2 separate regions of the Takifugu rubripes genome follow, and region 1 is linked to region 2. Evidence: chromatin contacts called from public Hi-C data. All regions are on one chromosome and are shown on one strand. Each heading gives the region's core, a stretch centred on a gene start, on an enhancer-like site or on the middle of the called end of the contact. The rest is flanking DNA. Distances are from core to core; before and after follow the strand shown.

Evidence for each region. Hi-C and Micro-C count contacts between places; a contact is called where the count stands out from the background.
Region 1: a contact with region 2 is called in a Hi-C map of an unstated tissue, with 4 times the contacts expected there. The contact joins the promoter of cbln2b here to the promoter of rttn in region 2. A contact is called at or near these places in 2 of 2 Hi-C or Micro-C datasets (muscle and an unstated tissue).

The regions. Positions count from the first base shown.
Region 1 is chr10:3,590,605-3,595,732 of fTakRub1.2, forward strand. It overlaps cbln2b (cerebellin 2b precursor), which reads right to left and starts at 3,041. Exons shown (of 4, transcript XM_003976205.2): 1 at 2,783-3,041; 2 at 1,905-2,444; 3 at 1,256-1,375; 4 at 137-1,165. The coding sequence starts at 2,192. The coding sequence ends at 968.
Region 2 is chr10:3,419,831-3,424,583 of fTakRub1.2, forward strand. rttn (rotatin) reads right to left here and starts at 2,114. Exons shown (of 50, transcript XM_029842546.1): 1 at 1,946-2,114; 2 at 1,491-1,678; 3 at 1,155-1,344; 4 at 921-1,019; 5 at 748-838; 6 at 560-674. The coding sequence starts at 1,976.

The DNA of each region.
Region 1 (5,128 bases), core at 1,791-4,290, 170 kb after region 2:
TGTTTCAGTCCCTCGGACAGCGACCACGGGGAAGATTCCTGCTCTCTCAACTAAATCCTTCAAACTTTGAATCAAAATTTTGTTCATTCTTTTCCACGCAAACGTAAAAGAAAAGTCGATGAATGCGCTCAGCCTATAGTACAATACAATATATTTTATTAAGCGGGACATATAGGGATTTTTCTATTATTTCCACAATGTACATTTAGTGAGCAACGTCACTGAACATCAGTCAAAGCTACGCAGATTCCGAAATGTCGAACACACAATATTGTGAATATGTATTTAATAAACTGTATAACTATTTTTTCTCAAATAAAAGGGCTGTAGTTCATCTTCGGTGGCTGAAATATGTCGCCTTTTTTAAAAACTCTTTTAATAAACTCTTCGGTGGCCTACATTTGGCTTATTTTCAGTAGCATCCAAACGCAACACCATTGACATCACACAAAAAAAAAACATAAAGTTCCACTCGTGCAAAAGAATTGCCTTGGGTGTGACAAAAACACCTGTCTGGTTGTCCATAATTCCACGGCTTATTTCATCTGGACGGAAACCATATATTCTTTAAGGCTATACAAACATAAAATAAAGCATGAATACGCGGTCTGTCCAGGACATCAATTCTTGTTCTCATTATTTTCTCCCGTGTCCGTTTCTCCTTGATGCCCCCCGGTTGTTTACTGGCAGAGTTTGTTTCCACAAGCAAGAAAAAAATTCCACATACCAGACAAGTGCGCGCCACTGGCCGATCGATACGTTTAATCATCCAGATTGCGTAAAAGTTGATGGATTTGATTATATGAATCTCCAAGGAAACGTTTTGACTAAGATAGCAGAGGACTGTGGGTATACAGATATTCTTCGGCTTCCTTGGCAGACAGTTAAGTTCAAAATAAATGTCATGTGTTTGACTTTGTGTTCCTCGTCGTGAGTTCCGTGCGACGGTGGGGCATCGCGCACCGGATTATAAAGGAAAGACTAGAAAGCCTGAGAAGGTGGAGTATTTCCATCCGCCCATTAAGGTGCCGCGTTCCAGCTTCAGATAGACCCGGTCCTCCCGCTCCACCATCAGCAGTACTCCGTTGCTGGCCGCCTCTCTCGTCACGTCCTGGTCCCCTGCGAACGCTGATATAACCGGATAATCATTCTGCATCAGGTTCACCTAAAGGAGAGCGGAGACGTAGCGGGTTAAGTGGAGTGGTCTTATCACTTCTAAAGTGCCATCGTGAACGTCTCTTTCATAACTTCTCACCTGTATGGTTTGTCTGTTGTACACCTTCACAACGTGAAAGCTGAAACTATAGATCCCCCTCCGCGGAGCTTGGAAAACACTTGTTTTCAGATCAAAATGGTTCCCGATATTGACTAAAACCTGTGACCAAAAAGGGCGCAAGATGAGAAATAATGCGTTTTTATTCCACCTTCATGGTTCACTTCATCTGACAGCCATGTTTAACACATACAGTGTTTGACTGTGGCCTGCACTGCCTACGGAGGTGTTCAAATCATATTCCGGTCGGATTTTTCTTTTTTTTTTTTAAAGAATTTCGGTCAAAATTTTGGGGTGTTTCCTTTTCAGGCCACAGTCCGAAAAGCTTCAACCTACAAATTGCAATCAAAAACCAAATCTGTAATGTTAGCTCAGCCCAGAGCCAAGACGCACATCAAAATGATTCTGCGGTGCATCTCCAAATTGTGCCAATTACGCACAACTTTAAAGAAAGCGCTTTCGCGTCATGGCTCAGATATCACAGACCTTAACTACGATGCTTTGTCCACTAAATATGAACTTAATCAAGGAGGTTCTTTTTTCTGGATTGTACTATTTACAAATCTGCAGATTAGAAACGATAAATCAGTAAATGATGGCTGTATTTCATAAGGTCAAGAGAAAGCCCAACCTGGTCAAAGTAGATGGTCATGGACGTGTTGCTCATCTCTGACGGCTCATGGTTGGTCCCGCGCACGGCGGAAAAAGCCACCTTTGCCCCAGCGGAGCGCACTGAAATGCCCAGTGAGGAGGTGACCCCGCCGTCCGAAGACGGGTTCGAGTCACACACGACGAGACACTTTCCTTCCAGGACGATGGGCTCCGTGTCGTTCTGGCCGAGGCAGAAAGCAACGCCGCATCCCAAGAGGAGTGTCAGAGCCAGCATGGCACAGGGTCCCGGACAGCGCACGGGCACCATGGTCGGATCACTGATCCCTTCCGCACAAACCGATAGCCCCTTTGAGGTTTGTTATAGCACTCGATCAACGGGTCCAGACTTACTCCTTTCTCCTCTTCGTTCCGTTTTCTCTCTTCCTCTCTCTGTGGTTCTCTCTCACTCTCTCAAACACCCCCTGACACACAGACGCACTCAGACCGGCTGAGACTCCCCTCCCTCCTGCGCGTCTTAGTCGATTTTGGGGGAGTATTCAGGCGCTTGTGGTTAGAAATCCTGTTAAATGAGGATGTAAATTGATATGAGGTTTCATGTCAGACAACACCGAAAATCCTTTTTTGTTTAGTTAAGAAAGCTGTGCGTAATATTTTCATGTAAAATATTTTTTCTCTTTCTAATTAAAAAAAACTCGTATGAAATATATATTTGCAATCTTTTATTAATCTGATTGTATAAAATGCTTGGTGAAATGCTGTGATCTTGCCGTTAAATCCCACTTTGTTTCAAATTACCAATCGCTTTAACCTAATGTCCAACAAAAATGAAATACTTTTCAGGTATTTCTTGTAAATAATGAATCAAAATTCGTGTTCAAAAGATTTTCTAAGACCCACCTGTGCTCTCCATCCCGCTGGTACGCGCACGCACTGTCTCCCGCAGACTGTGAAGTGAGCGCTCAGATCACTGGTGCTAAAAAGCAACACTCTCTGGGCTCCCTTTCGAGGGACAAACTCACGCCCATTCTCTGCATGCGTGCGCTGCCAGCGAGAGTCCTCCAAGGGTGCCCACAGTGGAGGAGCACACGCGTGGACTGATCGGGTTTGTTTACGCATTAATTAGTTCGGCGTTGGACGCTTAGGGGGCCCCATGAGAGCACAGAGATCTCCTGCTCTCTTGGTCCGTCATTTATATGCTGGGATTCTCTTATATTTCTCTCTGAATAATCTTAAACGAGGGGGAGTTACCTTGCCATGGCATGTCACATTCGACATGCATGTACATATTCCTCATTTGGGACTTCAAGCGACAATTTTATGAGTTCAATTAAGATCTTTGTGCGACACCCAGTGGTAGCTTTTATTACTACATCGTGAGTTTAGAATTAAAAACATCACCAAAAATCCAAATATAAGCCATTAAAAATGTCTACTTTCTGTGATCAGCATGTTTTATTCATAGATGTACACCGGTGGATCAGTAGAATATTCCAAATGCACATCACACTTAACTAAGCATGCCATTGATCAATTGAAAGCAGGTGAAACTTCTGAAAATACCCACTACAACTGACCTGCACCTCTCCATAGCATCCTTTCTTTTCCAATTCATGCTATGTCACAAGCCTTTGAAGGGCTATGTAGCAGGGCCTTATCAGTGCTCTGAGCAGCTGAACTGTCTGCAAGTGGGCTTCAAAGAAAGTGAACCCTCATGCTAGACCTTTAACAAGCTGTCATTTGGCCAGTTAAGTATACTGGTGGCATTATTCAAGGCCTGACACATTGAAGGGCAAAGTATGGTCTTGGACATCATCAGGGTTATGAAGATTTGCCAGGGAGAGACTAATATACTGTATAACATCTTTGTAAATTCATTCACAAAATAAATAGTGCACACTTTATTTAAACCAAATCTCAGTGAGTCACACTAATCCTTCGCCCCTTTTCCCACCACCATTTGACAAATCTTGCACTGTCACATCTGACTGACAAACCATGCAGAAGAGTGACATCAGGTATCCGAGAGCCACAGCTGACCTCGGGCCTGCGAAGGGACATGCAGCCACAAAAATCATCAAATGTCAAACTTGCAGAGGGAGGAGATGTGGCCTAAATGGCATAACCATACCAGTCTCTGCCATTGCCCTGAAAGGGGTTTCTCTTCCATCAGGCAGGCTGATTGGCCAGACTGACAGGAGCGTTATGGTTATTTTCCCTGACAGCCAGCAGAGCCTGCCGGCATCCTGAAAAGGGGAGGTCGATCATGTGATGGGTCTCAAGAGCGACATCTTCTTCATTGCAAATATGGGAGCTTATCATCTACAAAGGCAAATTTTGCATTGTCATTTTTATTTTCCAAAATGAATCAGTGTGTTCAAGGTTCCAGTCCTCTCCCCTATGCTAATGCCACCATATGTCTCACAAGGTCTAAAATATCCACTAAAGTGGTTTGTGTCCATCTGTCCGCTCGTCCATCTGCTCGTGTGCGATGAGAAGCGAATGTTTTGAAATGGGGTCAAACTCCTAAACAAGTTAAGTGTATTTCTCCAGCAGAGCACTGGAGTAAACGTCAGAGCTACGGATTTGTTTCATGTCTCCTGTTTCATCAAGAAGTTGTGACCTCTATCTGAGCATAACAAGGCAGGAAAGTAGCTTCAGTCTTCCCCATTTGGCTTTTACACACCCAGAAAAAGGTTAAAGCAGGTGGTGGTAAAGTGTTTGTGTTCATTTAGTCTGCAGGTGTGAGGAACATCACATAGGATATATGCTGAAGGAATTTGATAGTGATTCTTCTGATAAAAAAGTAAAAAAATAAAATAAAATGGTTAAAATACATTTGTCATTGTTTGTGGGGCTACACAACACATCACAAATCTTTTGATGTTAAATATCCAACATCCAAAATAAACACATTACAAAGACTGCTGGATATGCAGTGCTATGGCATTCCACGTTTCATGCACGCACGCTTTGCACTGTTGCCCTTTTGTTGCGGGTCTGGGACGTACATCCCTGCACAGACCTGTGCAAATAGTGACCAGGCAATGGGCCCAGAAGATTAGAGGGATATGTTGAACAGTGACGCTCAGTCTTTTTGTAAAATGTTTTCTAGAATTCCAAAGCCATTGCAAAATAGATAGAAAGGCGTCCATCTGATGTAAAGAACAGAAGATGCTGACCCAAACGTCGGCTCCTTCGTCTTTGATCAGTGACAGTTTTGTCTCAGAGATTCTGGTTCATATT
Region 2 (4,753 bases), core at 864-3,363:
AATGCAGGTTTGTTTACTTCAGTGATTAGATTGTAACAGGCAAGTTCCTTTTCCTCATAAGTTGTGATTCTTCAGAAGACATATAGTAGGATCTCTGATAGGAGGCTGAAAGAGGAATGACCAGCAGTCAACCAAGGACTTTAAACCACTGCAGAGGTACGTCAAGACCAAACGACATCCTCAAAGCAATCTAGTGCTTGCTGAAGCAAATTAACCCTCCGAGGACCTCCACAACCTCCTGCTGGATCAGGGGCGCTGAATTATAAATTGCTGTTTTGTTCAAGGACCCTATTTGACAAGATGTCATTTTGACAGTGTGCAGAGTGATCATCCTGTGGATTGTACTGGTAGCTAACAATTGCAACAACCTGACTCACATCAATAATGAACGGTAATAAATCATATAAATAAGCAGGTGAGGCACCCTAGACCTCCTCAATTGTATCTAAGAATCCAAATAAAATGTGTTTCCAACAAAGACAACATTTTTCTTTTTTTTTTTTAAAGCGAAGCTTACTGTTTACAGCTTTAGCATGAAATCGTGGTTATATAATGATACCTTAAAAATCTGGGGTCGTTGCAGGAAGATCTCAGCAGGAAAGTCTTGCATAATAACATCACAGAGCAGTTCACATGTGGTCCGTATCAAGTTGGGGTTGCTGCTCTTTAGAGAACTGTTCAGTATACAGAAATGTAAATTTAACTTGAATGTCATTTTGGATGAACAGTACGTATCTTATCTCTAACCTCTCGTTTGACGACAGAATGTGTCTGTCTGTGTTGGACAGTGTCAGCCACGGGAACACAGAAAACTTGAGACATTTCACAGATTTGTGCACTGCATAACACAAAATAAAACATGTAAACAGGGGCATTTCTAGATGACATATATTTTAAAGGAGCCATTCAAACACAGGCACCTGCTATTCTCTGAAGTGAAACATCAGTTTGACTTGGCCTGGTTGTATGGAAATAGCCCATCTTTGGAAATTGCTCCTGGTGTGCAAGGGAAGTGGGTGCTAGAAAGACGCATAATGCATTAACGTATAATGTATTTCAAGTCACAAGATCAGCCTGCTTATACCATTCTAGCCCTCTATCTGTTCATAAAACAGCATCAAAACAAAGACTCTTCAGGCTGTAAGATGCAACACCTGTTGGAGCTGTGCTGTGCTGTCCATGCGAGGACAACACTGCATGACTGGGGAGTAACTCAGGAAGGTGGAACAGCTGGTCCAGGGTTCCATCAATGACAGCTCGCAGTCTGGGTTCCACATTAGGAGACAGGTGGATGAGAAAGTCCACAGCCCCAATGTCTCTAAGCATCTGGGCTGCACTGGGATGCTTCAGAGGACCAAATGAAAAATGGAAATAAAAATTTGCTCTTAATTAATTGTAGTCACAAATCATGGTGCTTTGTGTTATAATACAGCAGCCAGATTTGTTTGTGATAAATGTATTGTGTCAGCACCCACATGCATTACTGTTACCTTTGCTAAAGTTGAGAGCAACTCCAAGACCTCTTCCTGCATTGGCACCTGGGGAAAGTTGAACCATTCGAGAAGATGCACAAATAACATCTTTTCTTGGACAATGTCAGAGACCGAGATCAGGGAATAGTCCAACTTGCACATGATGCTCTTCAGCGCCCGGACTCTTATCTCCACCAAAGAATGGCCTGAGATATAAAGAATAGACTAGTTTATTACAACGGTAGTAACGAATTCACGAGAAGGGAATAAGAACTTTTTACTTGAAATAGCTAATTAATACTGGGCAGACAATCAGAAAAGTTTATCTGCCTTTTAATATTAAAGGCCATGCCTTTATAAAATTGTACATGTAATTACATTATAGCTTGTATGCTATCGTTAGCATACAAGCTATAATGTATTCGTAATGTAATTTTACACGCTACAAGTGTTTAGCTACTGTGTTAGCTTACCTGTTTTCTTAATAAGTGAAGATAACTCCATGTTCAACGTTGAGCACTGTTCTGCGGGTAAAAAGGAACTATAAAACCTGGAACATTTGTAGTTTTCTATGTTGTAGTTATTCGATTTTCTGTCAACAGCGCCAGCGGGACCGTTTTCAACAACCGCGCCAGCGACAATCCACTTCCTGTCGAGGAGCAGGAGGCGTTCATGGTCATAAACTGGGTCGGAAAACTGCCCCTCAAGAGTGTGAAGAAAGATAATGTCCCCAGTCATTTACTTACGTTTGTAAAATTATTATTATTATCAATAATAATAATAATAATAATAATAATAATAATAATAATAATAATAATAATGATAATGATAATGATAATGATAATAATAATAATAAGATTAAGATTAAGATTAAGATGGACTTTATTCATCCCCGTGGGGAAATTGAATTATAGTAGCAGCGAATGCAGAGTAAAGAGACAGAAAAAAAATTAATATTAATAATATTAATAATAGAATGTAAACGAGCAAATGTATATATTTTTTGTTAAATCCAAACTGACAATAAGTGCCTCCCAAGGATCGGTCCTTTCAAACATGTTTCTGTCGTAAAATGATTTTTTGGGACAAATTTTATGGAGCAGCCCTGTTTTACATGATGCATGGTTTTTTTAAAACAATGCTGTGCATTGCCTCTGAACACATACGTGAAAGCAGTGTTAATCCATTTGAACAGCAGCTCCCACTTGAGATGTGGCGCGTGAATCATTGGCGGGCAGTGTGATAATTAACAAAATTTGCAAATGATGATTTAATATAATAATACAACCACACAGCTTTTAATTGTTGGGTGGGAATTCAGCCTAATTAATTTGGCTTCATACTGAAAATTCCACTGTTCACCCTTAAATGAGATTCAACTTGAGCTTTCCTGTTTTATTAACCCTTCAAAGTAATTTTACTCTTATGCAGCCTCTTTTATCATGGGCTGAATGACAAATTTCTTATGGAAAGCTAAACATTTAGTTGTTGTTTTTTCTTATTTCTCTACAGATCAGAGATGTAACTGTAAAAGCATATAATTATTGAGCCCCTTTCAAATTGTTTTGTATGTCTATCCTTTTTACTGTTTTCAAACACAGTCATTTTACAAATTTTGCAAAGTGCCTCAAATGCAACATCCCAAGCTTCCTGAATGGGTTAAAATAATCACAATTTAAACCCCTTTTTTTGCCAGTTTTACTGTTGACACAGCATCATCTCAGATTTCCACCTAAAACATGACACAAACTGAACCACAGTGATTCAGCACAAATCATTGAATCCTGTGTTTGTTTCTCAATGAACGGCAAACATGGATATTGTGATTTAAAAAAACAAACTTTGACCGGTGGTGTTCCTCAGGGGCCCATTTTCAGGCCCACACGTTGTTGTTTTTTTTTACATGGTTCTAATATGTCTTATTATTGCAAGAAAAACAACATCCCTTGATTTTCATAATATTGATCAGACATTTTCTTTCTGTGAAACTGTGAAATTCTGCAAATTTGAGGTACTGTGTTTGCTATTCAGAGGCAGAACCTGAGTGGTCCTCCCGGCCCGTCACTGTTTGACACACCTGCTGTTTGAGGTTTTCCACTCCACTGAAAGCATCGAGTATATAAGGGTGGGTCTCACCCCCACCCACCATCTGCCCAAGCCAACAAGCCCCCATTGGGTCCAGTTACAGCACTCGGAGGCAACAGCAAAACAAATCAGGCAGCTAATTTGCAACAATGCCTGCTCCATGTTAGTCGATTAAATGGTACATAAATGAATTTTGAAAAATTGATCCTGAAGCACAAGATTCATCAGTCAGCCTTCACAACACCATGCAAAATTTATGGTCCTATAAGACTCATAATTCCTGTTAACCAGCCTGCTAATACAACAATCCTAGCACAACAAGGTAGCCTGGATATTTGTCTGGTTACAAATATCAAACCAAAGTTTTCTTGCCTGGCCTAATTTACTTTGTCAAAACTGTTGCACCCTTGCTCTAATGTGTCCTTGGTGCTATGAGCTGTAAGCCCACATCTCACCAACACCCCCACCCCACTCCAACACATCAAGCAGAGGCAGCCTGATCAAGCCTAATAGGGGCTGGTAATTAGAGTCTTTGCATAGTGCCTGTCTACACACAACTGCCCTAAGCAGGTTGGCAAAGGACTGCCATGCACTTGACAGCGTGGAAAAAACAATGTAACATGCAGGATGTGGACCAAATTAGCCTGATGCTGGTAAACACCATCTACTAAAACAATGCTGACACTAATTAGGAAACCAATGTATCATTTCAGAGTTCAAACTTTAGTTGCTGTGTCAAATTATGAAAATACCTAGTGGACGTTTCTGGAATACAGAGCAAGTTATATACAAACAAGTTTGGGTATTTTTCAGCAGTGTTCAGGAGAAATCTATTGATCTAAAGTCATCTCATATTACTAAGTTACTGTATTCACATAAGGTTTTAAATATTAAAAAAATACTTGAAAATGAAAGGATAACTTGTCTAATAACTTAAATAATCAATATCTCTCTCTCTCTGTATGTGTATATGTGCTGACATATATAAACACACTCACACACATCCAATCTTTGGTTTTTTTCCCACACCCATCAAACTAGACAAATATCCCAGTTTTATATTTTATGTATATATATATATATACATATATATATATATATATGATCATAATTATTGAGCATACATATTATGCTCATTTGCACATTTTGCCAAGATGATCAATGTCATCCCAAAAAGAAATCTAACTCATGAGTGC